2 separate regions of the Mus musculus genome follow, and region 1 is linked to region 2. The links are chromatin contacts, called in public Hi-C maps. All regions are on one chromosome and are shown on one strand. The core of a region is the stretch at or near the end of the contact, and the rest is flanking DNA. Distances in the headings are between cores, read along the strand shown.

Region 1 (4,664 bases), core at 277-2,776, 740 kb after region 2:
TGTGTCCTGGGTTCCCCTGCAGCTCACAAACCTTCACAAGATTCTCACAGACCTTTTTCCTTCCTGGGTAGAGGATGTGGGAGGTGGACTGGGGCTTGAGGCTCTCAGTAAGGGGACTGATGTAAGCTGCACAGAAAACTTCCCAAAGATGTGATCACTCTAAGTCACCCATGCTCCTGTAAGGAACTCTAAATTGACCAGTTATCAAAAGAGACTCCCATGGAATCTTTTCTTGGATCTGTCATCCCTCTATCTCCAACAAATACATATTTCTTTATGTCTCATCAAAAAAAAAAAAATCACATGACACTAGGCATCTGGGGTCAGATTGTGTGCTCCAGAAACACATCTTAGTCTTGGTTCTCTCAAGTCTAGAACCAAATTAAGAACTAGAAGGCACTTGGCTCTCGGGAATGGACTGGGGAGTGCCAGTAAGTCTTAGCTCTTCCTACATATTCATTGCTAGAAAACCCTGTGAACTGTGGGCCAGAGAAGACTGCCAGGCAACCCCCTGGCAAACTCTGTGTGTGTGTGTGTGTGTGTGTGTGTGTGTACACGTGCACGCGCGTGCGCATGTGTATAGGTACATATGTGCTGCATATGTTTATGCATATGTGTATAGGGTACATACACGAATATCCAGAGGCATACCAATGGATGTAGAGGTCAAGGAAGGCTTCAGTTATCTTTTTCTACCATTCTCCACTTTATTGTGTCGAGATGGGGTCTCTCATTGAATCTGTTTCAGTTAGGCTGTCTGGCCACCAAGCTCTCAGGATCTGCCTGTCTCTGCGCCCCCAGCACTGGAGTTATGCACAGGGATGCCCAGATTTAGATGTGCGTGCGTGCTAGGAACACAAAGCCAGCTCTCCAGGCTTCCACAATAAGTGTTCCTATCCACCAAACATCTTCTCAGCCCTTGCAATGGGTCTGCTCGAGTTAATCAACTGTTCCTTTCTCATCTTCCAAGCTCATTACTGCACATCATTGAAGATTCCAGCCCAGGTCTTCCCCTCTGCCATGCAGCTCTCTCCAACCTCCTCAGTGCGGAGATCATAGCCCAGAAGATTGAAAGCTATTGGGCAACTATAGTCACTCCAGATGGTTCACAGGAGCCTGACTGGTCCATAAGCAATAACTCTAGGTAGTCACAATCTGAAAAGAAGACCCTATGGTCAATATAAGGCCAATGCCAGTATGTGCCCAATATGACTTAAGCCAACACACCGCAGTGGTATGCACAATGGAGGCATGAAAAGGCCAGCACTGCTGTATGGCTGTTCCACTGTAACTGTCATTATCCATGCTATAACAAGAGAAGCATGGATGATTGGCAGCTCGTATGTCTCAGGGCCTGCCTCCCACAGCATCCACTGCAGAATCTCTCTGAGTGCGTTGGAAATTTACAGCCCAGGGCAAGGTGCAGTGTGAATGTCTCTTAAAATAAATAAACAAAGAGTAACAGCAACAAGACAAATACAACAAAACCACATGGCATCATGTGGAAGGAAAGTGTGACCCCTGCTGGATGCTCTTGGGACTGACTACCACCAGGCAAAGAAAGAGAAGGCAGAAAGGGACAGAGGGAAAAAGAGAAGAGGAGAGGAGAGGAGAGGAGAGGAGAGGAGAGGAGAGGAGAGGAGAGGAGAGGAGAGGAGAGGAGAGGAGAGGAGAGGAGAGAAGAGAAGAGAAGAGAAGAGAAGAGAAGAGAAGAGAAGAGAAGAGAAGAAAAAGGCTTATGCTGATGGGCTAACCCAAAGCCCCTGTAATCCGCAGCCCCTCTTTCTATGAATGGAGGTTGAATGAGGCAGTCTGATGGAGCTCACCGCTGCGTAGCGCCTGTGTCTCCTGATACCCCAGTATCCTCACGGGGAGAAACGAGCCTGCATTCACTCCCAGGAGGCAGAGCATCCAGAAGCATGCTTCTCCCACATAGTTAACATTTTTCAAACGACTTTGAGGCACGGTTTTGTGGACAATCCTGCAGTGACTGAGCTTGGAGAATTGGTATGTGGCGGGGACAGGAAGCCTTTGTGTACTGAACACTGCTGGCTTGTTGGCGCTCCCTTTGCCAGTTCGCTGTGGGAGGGGTGGCGGGGTTGTTTTGCTTTGTGAAATTCAGTCCTCTTGCACACTCCGCTCTGCCCACCCTGAGGACCGAGAAAGGGTGAAAAGACGCCAGTGGGGAAAATAAAATCTCCCCTAAACTTCAGAATAGGGAAAGCTGGAAAGAATGAACCCCTGACCTCATAAAACATCACTTCTTCCCTGACAGGGCAGGATGTCTCAAGCCTGGACAGTGTGGCTGGAATGAGGCTTCAAGTGCAGCCCAGCTTCCGATGTTACAAATCTGCCCGGGAATTCCTTGGATTGGATACCCACTCCGTCTTACCTGCCAAATATGCAGGTGCTTAACAGAGACCATGTCTCTTTTATCCACAGTTTGCAGAGTCCACCACTGTCCTGGATGTCTTGTTTGTGGCAGAAGTACACACCTCTCCTCCCCTAGACCCACAGCTACCTCAGACAAAACAGTCCTAGCTGGACTGAACTGGTTCCATCTGTTGACTCTGGAAACTTAAGGACACCCAAACTCAGCTTTCCTGTGAATGGTCAAGGAAGGGAGTGGCCCTGTGCCCACCTGTCATCATTTGACACATACAAGAAGATGCAAGGGTATGAAACCCCTTTTGCCATCAAAAGAGACAGAAAGGCAGCCTCCCATACTGACTGCCTATGTCCTGAGTCTGTCCTGCTGAAAAATGTTCCTCCCCTGTGTCACAGGATCCCAAAGATGCCACCAAGTCCAGAGCGGCCATAGTCTCCAGCAGCAGCAGCAGCAGCAGCAGCAGCAGCAGCAGCAGCAGGAGGAGGAGGAGGAGGAGAAGGAGGAGAAGGAGGAGGAGGAGGAGGAGGAGGAGGAGGAAGAGGAGGAGGAGAAGCAGTTCAGCATCTCTCACCTCACCTTTGCTCTGATCCCAGTACCTCCATCACAGTCTTACCACCCTCCCCGCCACTACTGCCACCATTCCCACAGCCCTGAGCACCATCACTGGCACGGTAGCGGTAACCACAGTCACCATACCATTCAGCAGGGCCACCGACAACCACTGCCATCACAACCACCATTGCCAATTACTATAGCAACATCCACACTATCACACCACAAGCACAATCCCCTCCTCTGGAAGATGCTAATTTGTTTCTGTTCCCTGAAACTGGGTGACTGTCAATTAAGGTGGAACATCAAGCGGAGGGCAGAGGACAAGAAGTTAGGAAGTGAAGAGAAGATCAGAAAAGCTGAGCTGGCAAACCCTTGCAGAGCTTTGTGTGGGAATTTGTTACTGCTGGAAGGGTCACCATTTGATACAAGGAAAAAGATATTTTGTATTTTTCTTCTATTCTACTTCGTCCTACAGTGCTGGGTGTGAGCTCTGGGACCTTGTGTATAGGAAGACTCCAGCTCCTTCAACGCTCTCTTTCCCTGTTCCTCACCTACCACGCTGCGGGAGTCAGAAGGGCAGAGGTTGAGTAACCTCAGGCACTCGGGCACTCTCTTGGCCTCATCTCCTTCTCTGTGAACTGGGCACAGAAGCAGCTTTGTGGGGTGGCCCGTGATTAATGTGATGGTAATCATCACCACTGCATGGTTGTATACGCATCATTAGCCAGGAGCTGGCACTGGATATACGAAAAGTGGATTTGCTTTGCTCTTATTAACCTTTTATGTCTTTTTCAGAGTGTAATCCCCATGCATTCAATTTACATTAAAAATAGTAACAAATGGTCTTTTAGGTTTGACTAGGGGTGAAACACGGGAGATAGGAGATGGGAAATAAATTCTACTGAACATACATGACAGGCACAGTGGCAGCCCATATGGAAGTACCCAAATGAAAACAAATGAAAAGTTTGGGATGCCCCTTAACGTACAGTGTCTCCGCATCCCGAGCCTGCTGCCCGAATTTTGGAGCACCACTGTGGCCCACACGCTGAACGTCAGAGCGGCTGCCACCACGTGCTATATAAGGATGGTGGAATGAAACCACAGGAAATTAGACCCTTGGGCCCTGAGGTGTGTCTTTATGGACATGAGCTGCCCACCTCTGACCTTTGTGTGTAGTGTGGATGGTTGAAGGAGTTGCGTGCATGTACATGCCCGTGTGTGTAAAGACCAGCAGTTGACACCGGATATCTTTCACAAGCACACTGCATATTATTTTTTGAGTTGAGGTCAACCTGGTGCTCACTGTGCAGCTAGACTGGCTAGGCAGCAAGCCCAGGGGATCTCCCCACCATCTTTGCTTCCCCAGCGCTGAGACTGCAGGTGTGCCTACCACTCTAGGTTTTTTACCTAAGTGCTAGGGACACAGACTCAGGCCTACCTGCTTACGTAGCAACTAAGCCTAAGCCACCATCTAAGCCATTCGTTGTCCAGCCCATTTTTTTATGAGATACTAAGTTCTAAGGTTTTGAAGCTCCATTTAGTTTGTTCTCACTGTTACATTGTAGCTCAGTCAGAGGCTCTGAAGTCTCTCTTTCTGGTTCTTTTGTATCAGCAGCCTGACTAGAACACAGACCCAAAGGGAGGGTCCCGAAGCTTTTGACTTCCGGGTATCTCAGGTCCTCACCCCTACCCCCACTCCCCGTCACCCGCAAGCTGG
Region 2 (4,774 bases), core at 1,554-4,053:
AACTCATTCTATGAAGCCACAATTACTCTGATACCTAAACCACAGAAAGATCCAACAAAGATAGAGAACTTCAGACCAATTTCCCTTATGAATATCGATGCAAAAATCCTTAATAAAATTCTCGCTAACCGAATCCAAGAACACATAAAAGCAATCATCCATCCTGACCAAGTAGGTTTTATTCCAGGGATGCAGGGAAACATGTGTGGAGCATGTACTCCGTGAGCCCAGCATATAGGACCATCTGGACCTTGTCTCCTCCATTCTGGACTGTTTATCCTGTGCCCTTGTCTCAGGGGTCTTCGTGACTACTTTGAGCCAACTATGTAATCCAGAATTAATGTCCCCATCTGAAAACCCTAAGCTTGGTGACAACTGCAGTGGCGTCTTCGGACATGTTGGGAACATTTGCACTGGGTTCTGGGAATTAAGATGGTAATTTCTTCAGAATATCACTGTTTTATCTACCCTATTCCTTTGTCAGATATTCTTACATTGTGGAGTGTTTTAATTTGCTGTGAATTTTGAGTTATTCAGTCATCAGCATTAACTTGAGTGCAGATTTGGGGACAGTGCTGTGGTCATGACTGTCTGGTGATTTGGGGCCACGTGCCAATCATAGAGCCATGCCATCCTTCACAGATAAGATTGTGGGTCTGCGGGCTCATTTCCAAGTTACATTTATGGTTTTGGAATGTGTGTATGAGATTCTCGGCCCTCTTTTCACTGCTTCTGAATAGGTAGGGTTCTTTGTGGGGAAACACTAAGAAAAAAATCATGTGTATACATTTTGCATGTTCACACAGGCCCAGATGTGTTTACACTCAATGTGTTCGTTTTATTTCATTTTTAGTATGTCTGACTTTCTTTTTTTTTCTTTTCCGGCTCTCTAACTGAGTAGGCATGCTGGAAGCGATGCTGTTCACGGCAGTGATATAAAAGCATTTATGGTTCCTAAAGGCTTAAGAATATGGCTGTGCTGAACTGGGGACGCTCAGCATCTGCTCTGGGCCGCCTTTACCTGCGCCGTTATCTCCTGTTAAAGAGTCACTATAAAATGCTAAATAAACTTAATAACTGGTAACAACCCACTTTGCCAGTTGGGGACACTTACATTTTATGAATTTGGGGGAAATACTTGAGAAAATGGGATTTTGCAGGTATGTGTGTGTTTGGAGGCTTGAGATGGGCTGTGAGCCCGAGCAAATGCCCTTGCTTTGACATTTTAGAAGGAACTCGGAAGCTGAGCATTATTCTTTGCAGAAAAAGTGTGTCACTTCCCAATTCAATAAAGGACTTTGGTGTCAACTAAACTCACAGTGGGCCAGATAGGTCTAAACATGCCTGTCATAGATGGCCTAAGCCGTTACCTTCACACGCCCAGAAAGGGGAACTTCAGTTGAGGAGTTGCCTCCATGCCAATGGCTTGAGGACATGCCTGTGGGTGGTGGGAGGACCTAGCTCTCTGTTGGCAGTACCATCCCTAGGCAGGTTGGCTGTCTAAGAAAAGTAGCTGAACTTAGGGCTGGGAGCAAGCCAATAAACAGCGCTTTTCCAAGGTCTCCACTTCAGTTGCTACCTCAAGGTTCTCAACTTGAGCCTCTGCCCTGGCGTTTTTCAATGATGGACTGCAATGTGTAACTACAATAAACACTTCCCTACATACATTGCTTTTCCTCCGTGTTTTATCATGCGACAGAAAAAAGGAGCTTGGGGCTACTGCTGGGTGGGTAGTGGGTTTCTTTGTGGTGTTGGGGAAACATTTGGAATCTAGGGGTGATAAGTTGCATACCATGAATATAACCAAAGCCCAAGATTGCATACTTAAATCACATTCTCTCCCCACAATAATAAAAAAAAAAAAAAAGCGGAGCTGCTTGGAATTAGGAATGGTTATGAATTGGCACATGTTTAAGATGCGCCCTTTCCCTTTTGTGTGTGGAACTGAAGGCTGCTCATGTGAGTTTATCTAGACTGAATATATTGTAATGTTGAAAATAATCCTTTCTGCTTCTGCTAATGCATTCTCCTGTCACTTTTCCAACAGCCTTTTACAACTACGATGCCAGGGGAGCAGATGAACTGTCCCTTCAAATTGGAGACACCGTGCACATCCTAGAAACTTATGAAGGTAAGTGAGGCTTGATGGCTCCCTGTTGGGGATTTGGGATGACGCTTCAGGGCCTTCTGGGGGGGGGGGGAAGTGCTTCTCTGTTAGGGTGCTACATTCTCAGGATGGACACTTTCCCCACAGATAGATGCTCTTCCAGGCAAAGGTTGCTCGGGCAGCTATTTGTTAAATTCAGTGAGGCTTTGTTAAGGCCAACTTAAAACTAAGCATCATATTTTTAACCCCTAAATGCTTCTCACTGGCTCGTTATTTTGCACATATATGTAAATATTTTTTGTTTGTTTGTTTCGTTGGTTTGTTTTGTTTTTCAAGACAGGGTTTCTGTGTGTAGAGATCCAACTGCTTCTGGCTCCCAAGTGCTGGGTGGGATTAAAGATGTGTGTCAGTACCACCGGGCTGTGTGTAAATTTTGACTGAAACTGACTGACTTGGTGAGAGACAGATTTGGAGAATTCAGTGTGTTGCTCTGATGTGTGTGATGAGTGTTTTAAGTAGTCTTTTTTTGTTTTGTTTTTAAGTTTTCACTTTGATTTGTTAATAGTGTGTCTCAGGGGAAACTGCAGCTGCCATGCTGACCTTTTCCTTTGTCTGTGACCCCCATTTTCTTCGGGGTGAAAAGATCACAAGTTACATGGGCTATGGTTCAAGGAAGCAATTGTGGCTTTTCTGATGCTCTTGGTTAGTGCCTTGCACAGCCTGCGAGCCACTGTGGGTGTTCTGCGGTGGTTGTTACTGAGTGTAGGGGCATCGGCGGGCGGGCAGCTTGCTTCCTTACTTCTCTCTTTTTAGGCATCGCTCCCCTCAGTTTCCTTAAGGTTGGTGTTTCTGTGTCTGCTGGCTTCCTTTTCTGCCGGAAAAGATGACTCCATAAGCAGTGTTTGAGTCCCGGGACCTGATTTAAATAACCAAATTGCTTTCAGATCGGGTTCAGCGAAAGCCTTACAAGTGAGAGAGGAAATTGTAGACAGCTCATAGTAACCAACAAATTGAACTTCCAGAGAGGTCTTCACACTCCACTTTGCACAGGAGTGAGCTGTGCTCCGCTTCTGCCAGCCAGGCAAGCGGGGACTGGCTCCCGTGTCCCTCAGAGACATGGCTGAGAAGCAAAACCCTATTAAAAAAAATCCATGTCTTGCCCCTTATTTCTTCCTCTGATGCAGGAAGACTCGGAAGAACTCTATTCCATTTGCACCGTTTACTTGCAAACTGTGTGGGGGATGAGGGAGTCAGCTCTGTATGCCTAGAAGCAGCTGGAGCTTGGCAAAAAGGAGCCCCAAAGCGAATGAGTGGCTGGCTGTGATGGGCGCCTTCTGCTTGTTTTCAGTTTTGACAGCTGACAGTTGGATTTCCTTATCTGCTCTCCCGTACAGATTGCCAGTGGCTTCGAGGAAACAGAGAGAGAAATTAAGTTGAGGTGAAGGATCAGGCATCTCATCTCAGACACTTTTTCTGATCTGAAGGGAAATGCTGATAGGTTTCTTTTATTTTTTTAATTGCCCCTAGCTACTTGAATGTGGAATCCCTGGTTCCTCCGCTCAGAGCCTCAGTGTCTTTCCTGAATAGTTAATGATTTCCTGGGGCACCTGGCTGGGTGGAGTGTGGTGTCTTCCTTTACTTCTGGAGGACACTGTCCCCTCTCGCCCTGCCACCTCAGTCACATCAGTGGGCCTTGTTCTACACTAACCTCACAGTGATCTGCTAGTGGCTTTGACTTCCGGTCTTCAGCCAGGATTAATTTGCAGGCCAGTCTTGGATCTGATTAAACCAGCAGTGTCTTTCCAAAAGACTCTTTAATATAAAATGCTTTTCCCTTCCTGGGCAGCTAACTTCTTGGTGGACTCTGGGCCGAGAAATACATTAACTGCATCTTCCAGAAACTGGGTGACTTTATCATCAAGTAAAGATACCACTGCCAAGGCTTCCCTGCGCCTACATTCTGCTCATGGCTTGTTTTGGAGTTTGGCACAGTTTCCATCTTTCTCTCCTCTCCACTTTTCTTCTCCCTCTCCCTCTCCCTCCCCCTCCCCCTCCCTCCCTCCTTCTGTTTATCAACCTTGATTTTCTTTTTCTTTATGGTCCAGGATTTCATTATATATAGGATGCTGCAAACACTGTAACATCTAAGCGCCCACTCAGTCTCCCTGTGCCCCATGCTAAGCTGGATTCCCCCTTTTTTTCTCCACCTCCCTTTTTTCCTTCTCCTTTTAAGATGATTAGCCTTTATTACATGCAGTTCAAAGACCACATTTACCTTACAGTTAATTGCTCTCTGAGGCTTGCTGAGGTGGAGGGTGTCTAACTGCAGCCCAAAGGCCATATGCAGGTGAGGACAGCTCCCAGTACCACCCTCCAGAAAATTGTAAACGTAGTTAAGCCTTTAGGAGATTTCTCTCTCCCTGTCTTTTTTAATTGTAAAAACTTGAATGCTCTTAGCATGAGTGCTGTAGACAACAACAACCGTTAAAAGGTTGGACAGGCTTGCTACAGCCAGGAAAGGTACCTAACTTCAGGTCACAGCACTGTGGAGGTGGGCAGATGCACTCAGTGCAGGCTCTTGCCTTTCCAGTCATTTCTAGTGTTGAGTGCTAACCAGTCACATGGAAACACTAGTCCCAGCTGCTCAAGAAGGGACTCTGGTGCTGT

Evidence for each region. A called contact is a pair of places that touch in the nucleus more often than the background predicts.
Region 1: a contact with region 2 is called in a Hi-C map of cortical neurons. The contact joins two enhancer-like sites.

The regions. Positions count from the first base shown.
Region 1 is chr7:135,463,560-135,468,223 of GRCm38.p6, forward strand. No RefSeq gene overlaps it. Among named protein-coding and RNA genes, the nearest start is that of Gm36356, 20 kb to the right of the region's middle. Within about 2 kb of position 1,527, at least 52 of the 459 cell types and tissues checked have an H3K27ac peak or open chromatin away from gene starts, as enhancers often do. A contact at or near this core is called in cortical neurons, where this site is marked.
Region 2 is chr7:134,722,283-134,727,056 of GRCm38.p6, forward strand. Dock1 (dedicator of cytokinesis 1) reads left to right here. Exons shown (of 52, transcript NM_001033420.2): 2 at 2,048-2,131. Among named protein-coding and RNA genes, the nearest start is that of Dock1, 54 kb to the left of the region's middle. Within about 2 kb of position 2,804, at least 25 of the 459 cell types and tissues checked have an H3K27ac peak or open chromatin away from gene starts, as enhancers often do. A contact at or near this core is called in cortical neurons, where this site is marked.